Linked DNA regions of Pan troglodytes: region 2 is linked to region 1. Evidence: chromatin contacts called from public Hi-C data. All regions are on one chromosome and are shown on one strand. The core of a region is the stretch at or near the end of the contact, and the rest is flanking DNA. Distances in the headings are between cores, read along the strand shown.

What was found. A called contact is a pair of places that touch in the nucleus more often than the background predicts.
Region 2: a contact with region 1 is called in a Hi-C map of a lymphoblastoid cell line, with 2.3 times the contacts expected there. The contact joins two enhancer-like sites. A contact is called at or near these places in 4 of 7 Hi-C or Micro-C datasets (induced pluripotent stem cells, a lymphoblastoid cell line and stem cell-derived neural progenitor cells).

What each region holds. Positions count from the first base shown.
Region 1 is chr9:130,485,375-130,488,509 of NHGRI_mPanTro3-v2.0_pri, reverse strand. All of the region lies in intron 3 of ETS1 (ETS proto-oncogene 1, transcription factor), which reads left to right. Among named protein-coding and RNA genes, the nearest start is that of ETS1, 34 kb to the left of the region's middle. Within about 2 kb of position 1,724, at least 9 of the 24 cell types and tissues checked have an H3K27ac peak or open chromatin away from gene starts, as enhancers often do. A contact at or near this core is called in a lymphoblastoid cell line, where this site is marked.
Region 2 is chr9:130,555,778-130,559,022 of NHGRI_mPanTro3-v2.0_pri, reverse strand. No RefSeq gene overlaps it. Among named protein-coding and RNA genes, the nearest start is that of ETS1, 37 kb to the right of the region's middle. Within about 2 kb of position 1,557, at least 1 of the 24 cell types and tissues checked has an H3K27ac peak or open chromatin away from gene starts, as enhancers often do. A contact at or near this core is called in a lymphoblastoid cell line, where this site is marked.

The DNA of each region.
Region 1 (3,135 bases), core at 475-2,974:
AGAAAAGTGATCCTTTAAAATTGTAAACAAAATAGGTTTTGTTTGCATAAGCAAAAGGTCAAAATGGCTGTATTTATATTTGTATAATTCTGGAATCCTATTAATGCCACAAGGCTTACAAGGCTTAAGTCTTATATCTCCCAATGCAACTGAGATTAAAGCTGCCTTGCTTTAACACTTTCAGCTCTTGATGGTCTCTGCTTGCTACAAGTTACATCTTATTAACATCTGAGGCCTTCTCCATTTGCTCATAGCCTGAAGATCAGAATGTCTCTTCTTCATAGCAAAGAGACATGGCCTTCCTTTTCCTTAAACTGAAGTACATAAACTCCCAAGTGGAGATGATTTTTCATGCTACTCTTTGTCAAGTTTCTCAAAGGTAAAGATGTTTTTATTTCATGGCCTGTGAGACAGTGTCTGGGAAGCATATGAAGAACAGCTTTAAAATGCAAGGACTTATAGCGGGGTAATATCATCTTCTTCTCATAGTTTATAGTTGCAAGAAGGAAGCTGGGGTCACCCCAGCTTTTGGTAGGTTGAGAAGATTGGGGCATATAATAACCACTCCTAGAATGACCTGGGTTGCCATCAACTGCAGCTCAGAGATGGTACACAGCTTCCATCGGGGTGTGGCCTCTACCAGTTGGGGGCAATCTCTTCACAAATGTGATGGTTGTAGTTCCCACTGTCCTATACTCCCTCTGATGGAAATGTTTGGCAAGAACCCTGAGCCTTTCTAGCCCCTCCTTTAACTTTTGAGCTTCCCAGACGAAGGAGTTGGAGGGATTATTTCTGGGCTGTGGTCCAGCTCTCCTCAGCGATGGGTGTTGTTTGGACGGGGATTGTGGGGTTATAGGGAAGGGAGATGAAGACATAGACCAACCAGTGATTTCTCCAGCTGTGGTACATTTCCTTGGAGATGTGTTGAATATAAAGAAAGAGAAAAAATACTCGACATTTTTTTCATCTTCTTTTATCCTATTTATAACTTCAGTTTCCTTCCCGTCCTCCGTCTCATGGCTACTGCCCACCACTGCTCCCCCTTCACGTTCATGCTCTCAGAAGGGATGAATGAACTTCTTTTCCAAGGACTACACATCTGTCAGTGCAGAGAATACTGACAGGAGGGGCCATCAAGGAATGAGCAAGCCTTTTCAGAATGTTGTTCCTATTTACGAAGGGGCAGAGGCTGAGGAGGAGGAGGAGGAGGGTGGCAGGAGGGTGGAGGGAAGGGGAAGAGAGAATCAAGCTGAGAGAAAGTATGAATGAAGGAAAGACTTATCAGGTGAGTGGGAGAGAATACTAAAGCGCCAAGGTCTGTCGGGAATCGATTGGACAAAATAGATGATAAAGCGGGTATGGTGGAAGAAAGAAGAGATGTGTGAAAATGGACAGAAAATAAAGGTGGATATTAGTAGCATGGTAGGGAATAATGGGAAAGGAAGGTGAAAGATGAATGGGAAAGGGAAAAAAAGCGGGGAGCCCAGAAAAAGACAAGGCAAGAACAGGAGGGGAAGATAACATGAAAGAGAAAAATAGATGAATCCGAGGACATTAGCTATACAGCTAAAAAGGGAAGCCACATTTGCATGCAATTGCCTGTGCAGCTGTACATTTCTTCACAACAATCTTGTAGTCATCATTTTCTTTCATTTCTACCTCCTCCTACCGTCGGCCTCTTCCCCCTCCTCCCTATCAGCCTGGAGCCATTAGCGAGAGCCAATGGGGCTGAGTGCTGGTGTTCTGCATGAATGAATGGGCCCTTTCTGTCTCAGCTTCTCGTCATCCTTCTGTTAGGGAACCTTGTGAATCAATGGAGCCTCTTACACAAGACACGGCTGAAATGTCTGTTACTGTTTATAGTCTGACTGGAGTGGAGCCACTGACCCTGCCTCCTCTCTGCTCCCTTCCTCTATTCTGTCCCTCAACCTCAGCCCTTTCTCTCCAACCACCATAACAAGAATCATTTTTATGTTTCATTTTCTTGCTCCTGTCTCTAAGAGCTCACTGACGTTTTACCGTCATTAACTGTCATGACTGGTTCCTACCCACAGTCCTGTTGGATACACAGGGTAATGGTAGTGAGCCTCAGAGTGGTGCCCAGACCTAGCTGAAGTCAGACACTGCCTGTTTTCCAAAACCGACATCAGAGACCCAACTGAGCACACAGGACACAAGACGTCAGTCCATCCCATCAATGCCAGCGGTCCATATTTGATTTCAACTTCACCCTTATGATGCTCATGAATGGTCATAGTTCGTATCAGAAAATACGATGCTTGCTTAGCACTCTTCCAAAGTGTTATAGTATCAAATTATTTTTCATTTCAAGGATGGATTTGTCTGAAATCAGCCAAACTTACGGATGTGATGTTGTGAGCAAAGTACACTTTTGCAAAATACTTGCTTAGAGCTGGGAAGCAGCCTGGAGCTAGAGAACATAGGAAACACAACTTACCTTCATGAGGAGGAACCTATAGTCTTATTACCATGGTCTTTGATTTGAGAAACAAGACAATACTTTTTCTTGTAGAATGCAGTTTGCTATGTCTTTGGTCGCTGAACACAGTAAAACCTTCACTGGACCACATTCACAGCCTATCTGCCACTTCCCATTCTTCATGAGAAAGGACATTTATTTAGTGTCATAGGAAAGAACCCAGACGCTGGACCCAGGTTGCTTGTGTTTGCATCAGCTCTTCCTAACTGTGTGACCTTAGACAACTTAATCTTGTAACCCAGTTTCCGGATCTATACCAATGATTCTCCAAGCGTGGTCCCCAGACCAGCAGCATCACTATCATCTGAGAACTTGTTAGAAATGCAAAATCTTGAGCCGTACCCCAGACTTATCGAAGCAGAAACTCCCAGGGTACATGAGAATCACTTTAGGGCTTGTTAAGACACTGGTTATGGAGTTCTACCCCCAGGGTTTCTGATTCAGTGAGTCTAGGCTAAGGCTCAGAAATTTGCATTTCTAACAAGTTCTCAGGTGCTGCTGATGCTGCTGGTCTAGAGATCACACTTTGAGAACCACTAAGTTAATATGTGTAAAGCATAAAACAGTGCCGTCACTTAGCAAGCCTGATATGAATATTTGCTATTATGACTCATTGACCCAAAGTGCATTTTGGG
Region 2 (3,245 bases), core at 308-2,807, 71 kb before region 1:
CTCAGGTCTCTCTGATCCCAGATCCTGTGCTGGGTTGGACTACCCCACGGAGGTGTAGTCCACAGGGACTCTGTGTGTGGGAGCCGGGCCAGAAGGACTGTGCCACAGCAGCATACTGTGAGGGTTGACCTTTCTGTGCCTTCATGCTCTGTTTGTGGGATGGAAATGGAAACCTTAACTTACAGTCCTCGGGATGGTTGCTAAGGGCAACAGGTTTGTATGAAAGCACCTGCAATTGTTAGACAGAACACAAAAGTAAGATGACTGGGTCTTTTCCACCCTTCTCCAGTCTTATTCCTATCCCACCCTCAAATTTATAGTGCTTTCCTAGTCAGAGAGATTCGCCCCTGGAGAAAGTCAGCTGCAGTTAGACTGATTGCTAGGTAAAAACCAACGGTTTCATATCTTTAAATGGGAGGCAAGAGCAAGTGGGTCTGGTGGACTTAGGTGTGGGAATGTCAGAAACCGCGTGGAGACCAGGTCACACTGAGTGTAGGTTGGGGAAAGCTTGTAAACAGAGCATCCGAGGAAAAGAGAAGTTGCTGGGGGAGGAACGTGACTGCAAGACAGCATTCTCTGGGCTGAGGCAAGCCAAGGTCCAGGCACAGGGGTGTTGAGTGAGCACCCTAAGTGTCGGGATCCTGGTGACAGGCGCATTCTCTGTAACACTCAGCATCACCGAGTGTGGGCCCTCCTGCCCTCTGGGATCCTGTCCTTTATTCCTTTCTTTTCATCCAGACCTAGGATCCACTGGAATTGATCTGTCAGTGCGTGTTTATTAAAGCATCTACTGGGTACAGGACACCGAGAAGATACAGAATTGTAAAACTCTGATCGTGGGCCTTATTCATAAGAAGCTTGGCTAGAAAAACATAAATAATAGATTCCTACACTGACTCACTCTTTTAGCCATTATTTATTGGATGCTTTCTTGTGTTTCAAGGTAAAATGGAGAAACACCAGTGAACAAACAACACGCTGGGGTGTGGTAGTTGTTGCTATTCAGAAAAAGAACACCTGCGGGGGGAAAAGGGTGAGTGGAGGAGGGGATCTGTGAGCTGTTTGATGTAGAGTGGTTGCTGAGCCGGGGGCACCCCTGATGCAAAGTCAGAGCCAAGCTCACACCTTTATTGCTGCCCATGGTGGTGGCAACCTCACTCTCGTTATTGAAACAGGACACGTGGTCTAATTGCTGGCTTTTATTGTCTGAGGTATTTGAAACTTGGTCTTAAAAAATTCAGTGTGGGTTGTTGCCCTACTGAGCTGATTGTGCACCTTAGTTCTATGGTCCCTGCAATGAGCTGCTGCCCTCTGTGAGTTCCCTTCTGGTGATTAAATGGGGGAATAAGTGCAAGAAGGCCGGCTACAGGCAGTAGCAGCTAGTATGTCTTCCTGATTCTCAGTCACCTTCTTTTAGACTGTTTTTTGGTTTCCTGCTGAAAAAAGACAACTGAAGCCAGTCACCCTGCAAGTTCACCGGTGCCTGTCACCTCCCTCTCAGGCCCGGGAGCCCCGCCCCTGCATTGGCATCCCCCCACCCCACCCCCCAACCCCGCTGCCTGCTCTCCTAGGCACGCGGCCTGCCTCGTTGTGAAACTTCTTGTTTGGGGAGTAATCCTATCTCACCCTATCTGCCCCAGTTATGCTGAAGTCAAGCGAGGACTGTTTTGTGAAAGCCGACCGGTGCCCAGAACCCATCTCTGAGTTGCTACCCACCTCTTCTCTTCAAAAACAGGAAGTCACCTCAGGCCAGAGTAAATCAGTCCTAATACCCTGGGGTGTGCATTTTGTTAGAGCTCAGAAGGTTGGTTTAAAACTTGGCAAGTTAGATCATTGGATGTCCTGGGCATGTTCTTTTTGTTTTCTCCCAAGCTTCTTGATTTCTCCTTCGCCCTGACCTTTACTCTTTGATTCAGAGTCAAGCTTCTTGGGTAGACCTTCAAGAAAGGTCAATGGTGGGTTTAGAGCCCCTCCCAGGGATTTGAGGAGCCCATCCTGCAGGGAGACAGTTGACTTTGGGGGTTGGAATAAAGGATAAGGCCCCAGATTCTGGACTCCTTTTTTTTTTAAATCTTATTTGGTTTTTATGTTAGTTTTATGTTAGCTGACACTACTGCCTCACAACTAAAGTGATACATTTATTTATTTTATTAATTAATTATTATATAATGTAGAACAGTCTAGTTTTATTGCTTTTAAGTGATAAAGAGCCTTTCTTTGCTCCCCCCAACCTTTTTTTCTTTTCTTTTTTTGGGACATACATTAAGTTGTGAATCAGATGTTAAGCGATGTGGAGACGGAAGGAAAATTGATGACTTCATAATATTTTTACAACTTTACAACGAATATAAATCTGAGTCTGTTGCATGTACCAGGGTCTAACAAGGGCAGAAAACAAAGGCAAACTCAGGTTGATGAACGCTACGCCTACACACACAGGTGCTGGGGGATGGGGGATAAATTCTTAAATGCAGAAGACCAGCTCAATACATGTGGGCATTTTAGGGTTAACACTGCAAGTAATAGGTTGTGGAAAGCAGGAATGTGGGATGTAAGTTTTGACACAGGTCTCCTTAGCACAGCTGGGGCAATGATGGCCACAAACACAAGAAAAGACAGCGGCTCAAGTCAATGGTAGGCGTGGTACCCTCCGAACTCTCAGGAGTCAATCACAAGGGGCAGGGTGACATCCACCCATCACTTTCCTAAATTCTGCACTTCTAAAGACAATTCAAGGAAGCAAACAATATCTTGGTTTCTAGAAAAGATTTCTGGGTTCTAGGGGACAGAGTTCATAGAATGTGAACATTGATGCCACTACAAAAACAAGTTAAAAAAAAAAAAAATTAAAAACAACCACCTAACCTAAGCAACAGCAAAACTGCAAGGAGCTTTTGGAACAAAGGGCTGTACCCTCAGCCTCAAACTACATAGTCAGGCCTCAAGGTGACCTCTCTGATTACGGAGGCATCACCTTTTCACTACAAAGTGACACATTTATGTATTTCATCATCAAGAAGGAAAATACCAGTTTTGCTTTTTAGGAGGCATGCTTTAACTTTATCCTAAGCTGCTATTGTCATTCGGGGATAGATCAAGACACAGACACAAGGACTCAAGTGGCTGGTGATCAGGGCCACCCGAAGGGAGTGTGTCCAGGGAGTCACCTCTACAGCATCGCTGACTGTGTTCACGTCCACACAAGGACATTCTTCGTAAGACCCCGGCTGGACGTGCGCTCACCT